Linked DNA regions of Mus musculus: all the other regions are linked to region 3. A link is a contact called in public HiChIP or PLAC-seq data. All regions are on one chromosome and are shown on one strand. The core of a region is the stretch at or near the end of the contact, and the rest is flanking DNA. Distances in the headings are between cores, read along the strand shown.

The links. HiChIP or PLAC-seq counts read pairs in DNA pulled down with a chosen protein or histone mark.
Region 1: a contact with region 3 is called in an H3K4me3 HiChIP or PLAC-seq map of embryonic limb bud, with 5 times the contacts expected there. The contact joins the enhancer-like site here to the promoter of Axin2 in region 3. A contact is called at or near these places in 5 of 39 promoter capture datasets (cranial neural crest, hippocampal neurons, liver and 2 more), 4 of 484 Hi-C or Micro-C datasets (the HL-1 cell line, Sertoli cells, embryonic stem cells and 1 more), 15 of 115 datasets of contacts at active chromatin or transcription factors (SST interneurons, craniofacial prominence, differentiating embryonic stem cells and 10 more) and 2 of 9 other capture datasets (liver and pancreatic islet).
Region 2: a contact with region 3 is called in an H3K4me3 HiChIP or PLAC-seq map of neural progenitor cells, with 28 read pairs. The contact joins the enhancer-like site here to the promoter of Axin2 in region 3. A contact is called at or near these places in 1 of 39 promoter capture datasets (neural stem cells), 1 of 15 datasets of contacts at CTCF or cohesin (CD8 T cells), 10 of 484 Hi-C or Micro-C datasets (the HL-1 cell line, the N1E-115 cell line, cerebral cortex and 6 more), 28 of 115 datasets of contacts at active chromatin or transcription factors (T-cell acute lymphoblastic leukemia, bone marrow-derived macrophages, craniofacial prominence and 17 more) and 3 of 9 other capture datasets (embryonic stem cells, liver and pancreatic islet).

The regions. Positions count from the first base shown.
Region 1 is chr11:108,618,815-108,622,133 of GRCm38.p6, forward strand. All of the region lies in intron 20 of Cep112 (centrosomal protein 112), which reads left to right. Among named protein-coding and RNA genes, the nearest start is that of Gm51924, 50 kb to the left of the region's middle. Within about 2 kb of position 2,042, at least 23 of the 459 cell types and tissues checked have an H3K27ac peak or open chromatin away from gene starts, as enhancers often do. A contact at or near this core is called in SST interneurons, Sertoli cells, embryonic limb bud and 1 more, where this site is marked.
Region 2 is chr11:109,209,399-109,212,307 of GRCm38.p6, forward strand. No RefSeq gene overlaps it. Among named protein-coding and RNA genes, the nearest start is that of Gm39440, 8.7 kb to the right of the region's middle. Within about 2 kb of position 1,628, at least 17 of the 459 cell types and tissues checked have an H3K27ac peak or open chromatin away from gene starts, as enhancers often do. A contact at or near this core is called in neural progenitor cells, neural stem cells, oligodendrocyte precursor cells and 1 more, where this site is marked.
Region 3 is chr11:108,918,904-108,921,923 of GRCm38.p6, forward strand. Axin2 (axin 2) reads left to right here and starts at 1,446. Exons shown (of 11, transcript NM_015732.4): 1 at 1,446-1,658.

The sequences.
Region 1 (3,319 bases), core at 792-3,291, 300 kb before region 3:
AAATAACCCTCAAATTTTCCCTATCACAGAAAACTTGGGGGCAGGCGGAGGCTGCTAGACCAACTGCTTAAGCTACACTTCATTTGCATCAACTTTCTATTTCACAAGCATTCTGCTTGGCAACGCTGTTCCCTCTACCATGCCCCAGCCCCTACCCTGTCTGGGCAGCTGCAGTGGGTGTTGCAGGGCTGAGCTGTCAAAGCTAGACGTTGTATCCTGTAGGCTTTGACTAGCTGTGGCCATGTCAGATTCCAGAAGAAGCAATGATAGATAGATTGCTGCTTGTGGGGCAGTGGGAAATTTCAGCATCTGCTTTAGAAAGATGAACATGTTCATTAGAATATGATTTTGTATGAAACTCAAGAAAAATGAAGACTGAAGTGTGGACACTATGCCCCTCCTTAGAAGTGGGAACAAAACACCCTTGGAAGGAGTTACAGAGACAAAGTTTGGAGCTGAGATGAAAGGATGGTCCATGTAGAGACTTCCATATCCAGGGATCCACCCCATAATCAGTATCCAAACGCTGACACCATTGCATACACTAGCAAGATTTTATCGAAAGGACCCAGATGTAGCTGTCTCTTGTGAGACTATGCCGGGGCCTAGCAAACACAGAAGTGGATGTTCACAGTCAGCTAATGGATGGATCACAGGGCTCCCAATGGAGGAGCTAGAGAAAGAACCCAAGGAGCTAAAGGGATCTGCAACCCTATAGGCGGAACAACATTATGAACTAACCAGTACCCCGGAGCTCTTGACTCTAGCTGCATATGTATCAAAAGATGGCCTAGTCGGCCATCACTGGAAAGAGAGGCCCATTGGACACGTAAACTTTATATGCCCCAGTACAGGGGAACGCCAGGGCCAAAAAGGGGGAGTGGGTGGGTAGGGGAGTGGGGGTGGGCGGGTATGGGGGACTTTTGGTATAGCATTGGAAATGTAAATGAGCTAAATACCTAATAAAAAATGGAAAAAAAAAGAATATGATTTTGTATGTATCAAAAGATGGCCTAGTTGGCCATCACTGGAAAGAGAGGCCCATTGGACACGCAAACCTTATATGCCCCAGTACAGGGGAACGCCAGGGCCAAAAAATGGGAATGAGTGGGTAGGGGATTGGGGGGGAGGGTATGGGGGACTTTTGGAATAGTATTCTAAATGTAATTGAGGAAAATACGTAAAAATAAAAAATATTAAAAAAAGAAATGTAAATAAAGAAAATATCTTTAAAAAATATGATTTTGTTGTATATAAGAATGTATCCATTTTCCATTACAAATGGCCTAGTTTTTTTCTATACATTATTTTGCTTGAGTATGGGAATTGAGCATATATATGTTCAACCCTGTTCCACATGTTCTAGGAGGAGATACTATGATCTCAGTCTTCACAGATGGGAAAGCAAACCCAAACAGTTTTTCTTATCTGTAAAGATAGAATTGGAGCCCAAACCCATCTGACTGCATCCTCCTCCCCATGAACTCTTTCTCACCTGAACCACATCGTGGATATAAATTACACAGATAGCGATTGGTGGGAGATGTTTCTGCTGCTACTACACACTAGAGATTTGTGGTTAACCTTCATCAATATTGTGAGGTCAGTTTCACAGATCAAATCAAATTGACATGAGAGAAGTCTTTGGATGAGTGGACGCCCTGAGCCCTTCCTCTCTTGGATGTGAGCAATGTGCTCACCAGCATTTACTCTCAGCACCACAAGCCTTTCTTTTAAAGTAAACTGATGTCAAATTGTAGTTGAGGCTGCAGTGTTTTCTCCTCTGCACCTCTGTCTCCTCAGAACCCTATGGTGGCCTGTGGTTGTTTAGATTGAGCTCTGGAATGCTTTTAAACATTAATTAGCTTTGACATGACTTGTGCACAAATTAATTATTCAGGCACATATTGTTCTGAGTGCATGAAAAGAAGGAAGCTGTGGTGGAACACATCCTAACTACCACATGTGAACTGTAATGTTACAAGCAATCTGACTATTAAAGAACAAAAGCTGGCAGCAATAGCTGCTCTGCCTTGAGCCAGTCCCACAAAATTAGCATAAATATGTGAGGTAATCAGAAGAGTTTGGGACTTCCTAGCAAAGTGTCCTTATTCTTATCTAGTTCTAAAAGAATGTGAAATAAACTATTCATTTAACCAAGTATAAAAATATGTCTGCTATGCAGTTATCATCATGTGTCATTAATCTGAAAATACTGCAGAAGCTCTGACAAATTAAAAACACAAGGATGTGTCTGCAAGGGTTTCTGCAGCCATTACAAAGCCGCTTCACCTCTTAGGCGAGCTCTTTTATGGCAACTTCTTGCTCAGTGTACTGACATCTTCAAAGGCTTTGACATCTGTCGGCCTTTGAACTACCATTAAAAAATATTATCCCATTTCCATTCTTTTATGCCCATTTTTTTAATTATAGCCCTTCTTTCAAGTTGGGAACATGGTTGGTTTAAATGATGCTGTCCTTTCGTTTTCAGCCACCCAGCTGCGGTTTGAATAAATTGATGTAGAATCAAAGGCGGGACTTTAAAGGAAAAAGGTTTGATGGACTTGGACTCCGAACCAGATGAGGTTTTATGATGAAAAGGGTTTAATCCCAGCACAGGCATCGCTTCTATCAGCTGAACACTACAAAGCAATTCATATATATAGGTTCCCGCGAAATGATCTATTTTTTTTAACAGCACAGATCTCTTCAGGACTTGCAAATGTGGCATTAGCTAATATTCAGAGAGCTGATTCCCTTTCATCCACCAGAAGCTTATGATTATGGTACAGTTCTCGAATTGGAAATGAGAGCTGCAACACAGATTTAAAGCTGTGCTGTCTGATTTGTATTCAATATACATGTCACTGCGGGACAGGCTAGTCTGGGCCAAGCCGGTTCAATACAAGGAAAAACAGTTTCATCATCTGAGATTCTTGGTCGGAAATATCACCAGCTAATTAAAACAGCAGGCCCATGACTATTAGCGAGGTGTTTGGCTGATTGGAATCTCTTACGATTTGACAAGAAGGGTTGGAGACCAAGCTTCTCTGCTGTTTCATAGCCTCCTTGCAGTGTTATTGTGTGCAAGCATATTTCAGGCTAATGAAGTCAAATCGATGAACCCAAACTATTTTTACACTTGATCTTAGCCAAAAGGCCGAGAAGCGATACCCAAACTATTTTTAAAGGGAAAACAAATTTAAAACACTTAACTTTGCATTAAATAGTTTTCCTTATCTGATTATTGATCTGGAAAAGAAGCCATTTGTGACAACAGATTCTAACTTTGTCTATATACTACTGAATAATAAACAGT
Region 2 (2,909 bases), core at 378-2,877, 290 kb after region 3:
AAAAGTCTCAGAGTGGCCCCAACTGCTGTCTGCAAAACTGTCATTGGCCTAAGGAACCAGTTAGGTTGGATGTATCTGGAATGTCAGTTCCCCACTACCACTAACACAGCCACAGCCACCAGACAGTGGCTATAGAATGCATAAGACAGCTTTCTTGCCCCAGTGGGACCATCATTCATATTGCAAATCTCCAGTGCAGAAGTGGGAAAAGCCTAGCTTCAACAGAGGCCTCTCTTCGTCGTCTGCTTCCTTCGAGTTTATTCAAGCTTCTTGCCCAGAGTTTCTTTCAAGCCATTTGCAGGAGATTCCATGTTTTGAGTGATTCCATCCTCAGAATAATTCCTGGGGAAGAGCATGAAGTTAAGACAATGGCCCTCATGTCAAGCCCAGCAGCACTGGAGCGGGGTATAGGGGCGAGCGGTGAGATGCTATCGGAAGGTTGTCTATCTCATAACTTCCTGCTTAAAATACCCTCAAACAGATACGCAGCAGATGCCCTTATCCAGCCAAATAGGAGCCTGTGAGCCACTGAATGGCCAACAGCAAGCCAACACTGGGTGGAGAACACGATGCCCCATGACCCTGCACAAAGAGAGGCCAAACAAGCCACCTAAACAGGACCTAAGAAAGCCAAGGCGCTTTGCAGGGCTGACAGGCTAAAGGCAAACAGAGATATCATCAGGACAAAGTTCAGAGCAGGGCCAAGGTGAAAAGTGAACTGTCTGACCCGGGTTCATAAGCATCAGCTGGACAAGGACATGCATTGATACTAGAGCCACCTGATGCTCTCCCAGTACAAACAATAATAACCAAAACACCTGGTACCGCCTTTGCGTGGATAAGCCAGTGTCTTTAATCTCTTCCTTCCTTCCTTTCTTTCTTTTCCCCTTGATGACTGAAGTACCCACTCTGTGGGGCCTTCTGCTAGAGCCACACTGGTAATAGTGACAAGACTTTGATGTCCCCCTCATTCAACAGAATGTTGTTTAGTTCAAAGTGAGGAACAGAGGCAATTCTTTGCTTTTAAATTATTAGCTCCCTAAGTCTTCTGTAATGATATAGTTTGACTGAAGTGCGCAGTTTATTAACTACATAAAGACGACATTATCAGAGCGGAGAAAGGCCGCTGCGAGTTTTGCCTTTCAGCCTAGCAGCAGGGGTTTCTGACACTTTGATCTGCATCAATGCTAAATGTCTTTGTGAGATAGAGGGAGCGGGCTGAAATTATCTTTGGCAGGGTGGTAGCATCAATTATTCAAGCCCTTTTCCTTATGAATTAAAGTGTTCTTCAACTTCTACCCCACTTGTGGGCCCGGGTGGGGTTTTTTCCCCCTTTTATTGTTGTTTTTCTAGTCAGGAAAGGCACTCGGAATAAATCTCCAGGCAATCGCTACTCATACTCCGGCTGACCTTTGAAAATCCACATCTCCTCCTTCCTAATTGCTCTCTCCACCCTCAGTTCCCGGCCTTGGTCTTCTCTGAGGTGACCCAAAGGACTGTTGAGAGAAAAGGGCACCATTGTCTCCACTGGGCTTCCTGCCAAAACGGTCAGCAGAGACCAATGAAGGAGCCTCTTGACAAGAAGTGTCCGTTTGAAACTCAGTGAAGCAGAGGCACCCACACGCCACTCGAAGCCCTTCTGGATGCCCTCGGCAACACGCTGGCTCCCGGTGAACAGCTCCATTCTCAGATTGCCAGTGTGATCCTGAACATGGTGCCTTCCGGGATGTGATCTTGAGGCTATTATGGACTAACATCCAAGAGTGAGCCATCAAAATAAACCAGGAAGGTATATTAGGGAAGGGAAGACTGGAGGGGAGGGGAGGGGGAGAGGGGAGGGGAGGGGAGGGGAGGGGAGTCAGAGTGCATTGGTGTTCAGTTATTCCCTCAATAGCTGCAGGGAAACGGTCCTAGAAACCCCTCCCCCCAAGATACCAAAATCTATTAGTGTTCAAGTCCCATATACACTTGCTATGATTCCAGTTTGCTCTTTTTGTTTTTGTTTTGTTTTGTTTTTATTTTGTGAGGACTTGTTCTGAGCCTTGTCCCCTAAATAATGTAGTGTGCAGTCTGCACAGAGCCTACACACATCTTTCAAACCCTTAAGTAAGCCGAACCCATCTCTATGGTCAGCTTATAAAAGCTAAAACTGCAAAAGCCACAATGAGCACATAGACAGATGCTGGAAGTGCTGCCCAGTGGTTGGCCCTGACTCCAGCCATTTTAGACATAACAGTTCATGTTGACCTTTAATGCGATGGGTCCTGTGTGAAGCTTACAGTTGTGGAATTTCTTAAGATTAACAAACCTCTTAACATAGAGAACCCAACAGGGTATGTGGTCAGCATGACCCTGCTCTGAGTCAAGTTATTTTTTCTACATCAATGACTAGCAGGCATATTACAGCAACAATATGAAATAGCTGTCAGGCATGGAACAAAATGGCTGTAGCTATGCTCAGGGGTGAGCCTTAACAACACAATATACCTTGGTCATATTTGTCGTGCTCAATTTGTGTTGCCTGACTCCTCCTGAGCATGCGTCCTGCTCTGGTGGGTGGTTGATATACTCACTCTCCCTCCATTGAAAAATACTCATTTTTTTCCTTCCACGGCAGAGATCACTTGGGAATAGCTTCTTGGCTAGGGGTAGGATTTCATTACCCACAGCCACACCCAACCTGTACTGGGATTTCATCTGGCTTGAGCTTGTTCGAGACTTGCGAATGTTGTCCCAGTTTCTGTGAGTTCATCTGCCCTGTTACATCTGGAAAACTGTTTTCATCCACACCTCTGTCTGGCCCATACATCTCAGTTACATCTAATTCCTAACCTAACATAAATGCTACATAAGAGCGTGTCCACCGTGCTGCCCAGGGAATAATGGCAAAGAGGGAAATTCTGTGCCTG
Region 3 (3,020 bases), core at 196-2,695:
GAGGATGAGACCCACCGGGCCTCCTTTCTAGGCTGTGGAATTTGAGGCCTAAGGTGTGTGAGCTCTCTGGCCCTTTGCTGCAGCCCGGGTTCTTTCTCCAGTAGAACATGGGGGACACTTTTCCCTCTTTGGACAGCCATGTTTCTTACCTGTTTCAAAGTCTCCAAAGCGGAATGTTCGCCCTCCCTTCAGAAGGCCAGGCCCTTGCTTCTCTCGGCTTTCCTCTCTTTGGATTACTTTGCCCTGGGCTCCGCTGTTGATATTTTGTTGCTGCTGTTGTGTTACTGCTTTGTCTCTGAGAGATTGAGCCTTAGGTAGCCCAGGCTGGCTTCCATTTTACTAAGTTGGTCTTGGAATTCTCATTCTATTGATTGGCTCTACCTTGGGGTGGCAGCCATGTGTCACCAACTCTGGCTTATGTGGTGCAGGGGTTGGGGCGGAACTGAGCGTTTGTGAAGTAAGAACTCTATCAGGCTACCTACTCACTTCCATTCCCCCCCCCCCCCCCCCCCCGCAAGTTTATCAGCTCATCCACGGGGAAATGCTCTACAACAACAGATGAATGAATAAGTGTTCTGAACTTATGGCATATTTTTTTAAGGCCCGTGCCTTATAAATATTTTGGGGAGAATGTGGAAAGGAATTCGAAGGTGACAGTGGGGTGAATTTTTAATACTTTAACACCGCGTATGTGTGGGAGGCATTCCACGGCTGTTTAATAAGTAACATATGGGATGGTGGCAGCCCTTTGGGAGAGTGTGGTGGGCACGGATTTGTTGGGGAAAGAGGTCCATGAGTGTGCAAGGAAGGTGCTGACTGATGTGTAAGGTTGCAATATTGGGGAACTGAGGTGCGCACCTTGATTCCACTGTGGAGACAAATTCACAACCGCCCATCTTCATCCAAACACAACTGTCCACAAACTATTTCTATATTAGTGCAAATAGATACTGGAGCACAAGTGCACACACACACACACACACACACACACACACACACACACACATACACACACATCATGCCTTCTGAGTCAGAGTACGCCCTAAGAATTGGCCAGCGGATCTAGCTCCTACCAGAAGGCTCTCCAAATTCCCAGGGAAATTTGAAAAAAGGTAGGAACGTGTTTGATTTGATGGAGGGGGGCGGGGGGGGGGCGGGTGCTTTATTGCAGTTCTTGCAATGGCCAGAGAGAAACTGGCATTCTAGAGCTGGAGAGCGCTAGGTAGGCAGGGGGAGGAGACATGAGCAGAGGCTGGAGAACTTGAAACATGAAATCAATCAGAACTCCGGCCGAGAACACCCCGGGGCCGCCAGCAGCCGGCGGGGGGCAGACGAGGGCCAAGGAAGGGTTAACGCGGGAGCTGAGTGTGCCACGGGGGCCGGGCCGGGGCGGGGCAGAGCGGGCGCGCGCTGTCCCTTTAAGGCGGGCGGCGCGCGGGCCGGCCGAGCGCCTCTGTGATTGGCGCGGCGGGATCACTGGCTCCCCGAGCCCGGCCCGGGGGAGTCGGCTGGAGCCGGCTGCGCTTTGATAAGGTCCTGGCAACTCAGTAACAGCCCAAGAACCGGGAAATAAAAATAAGCAGCCGTTCGCGATGGATTTCGGGGCCACCCGGAGGCCGAGGCGTCCGCCTCCCCAAAGGAGAGCTTTGCTGTAAAAGGTGGGGTCGGAGGCTCGGTCCCGTCGCAGCCGTTTCTAAGAAAGCTCCGTGCGGCCGGGGGCGGTTGGCAGCGGGGCGCGGGGCCGCGGGAGGGGGCGACCGGGAGCAGGCCGGGGTAGTAGAGGGGTGCGGATTGCACGGCCCCCCAAAAGGGGCGCTGGAGCGCGCTGGGCTGGCCCGGGTGCGGCTCGCATACCTCCCTTCCAGGACCGTGCGCTCGGCTCGCGCCTTTGAAGTGCACAGTTAAATCCACAGCGCAGTTTTTGTTGGAAGCGCCCGGAGGACATTTGGTGCGCCTAGTGACTGCTGGAAACAGGACCTGGGTTGAAAGCCGGCCGGGCGGGGGCCGGGGGCGGCCGCGGTGGGGGCGGAGGCCCACTCGGATCTTTTGCATAAAAGGGGCAGCGGGGCGCACGATCCCCCCCCCCAAAAAAAACCCGGCGCAGACCTCGGGATCGTTGTTTTCCGTGCACCCCCTCCTCCGCCTCCGCGAGACTCCTCATGTTCCCCACGCCCGGGCGGGCCCGGGGGGGCCCCGGGGCAGCCTCTGCGAGTCCAGCGGGGGACCCGGGCAGGGGCTCTGCCCGCGGCGCCTGCGAGGTCTCCGCAAGGAGTGCGCCAGCGGATCAATGGTGAGTGCCGAGGCCGCGGCGGTCCGGCGGCCGGCGCGCTTTGATGTGCGGGGCGGCGCTTTGAAGTTGGCAGGCCGGCTATTTCGGGGCGCGCTCCGGGCCCGCGCGGAGGGGAAGCGGCGGGCTCGGCGCCCAGCGCTCCGGGGGGTTTGGCCGGGCGGCCCTGCGCGCGGTGAGCTGGAGTCCCCTCCCCTGCGCGGGGTCCGGGGTGGCGGGGGGCCGGTCAGGGAGACTTCTCCAAGTGGCGTTGGGGACGGAGGCGGAGACGGGCAGCTCGCCCTCGGGGGTCGAGTCGCCGTGGGTGTGGATGAGTTGGGGTGTGCGTGTTCATGCGAGTGCTTTTGGAAGGTGGGATGAAAGGGTGGCGGCGCCCCCCGCTTGCCCTCCCCGCCCTTCCACCGCCCCCTCCCACTTCTTTCCCCACTAGTCTCCCCCTCCCATCCGCGGGTCCGCGCTTAGGTGCCGGGAGCGCTGGTGAAGGCTCAGTCTGAGGGTAGAACCGGCCAGAGCCCAGGGCGCTCCCGTCCCCCCGTTCCTCCTTGCCGCCCCTTTTGCGGAGAGGCCGAGACTCCGCGCGTCGCCATTTCTGGACTAGGCGGTTGCTTTCCGTGCCTTTTTCTGCGGGAACCTCTGCGAGGCTTGACACCAGGGAGTTACCCCCATCCGGGCTCCGGGGTCTCCGGCCTCGCTCCTGGTGGACGGCATACCGGGACTCTGGAGGCTTTCGTTT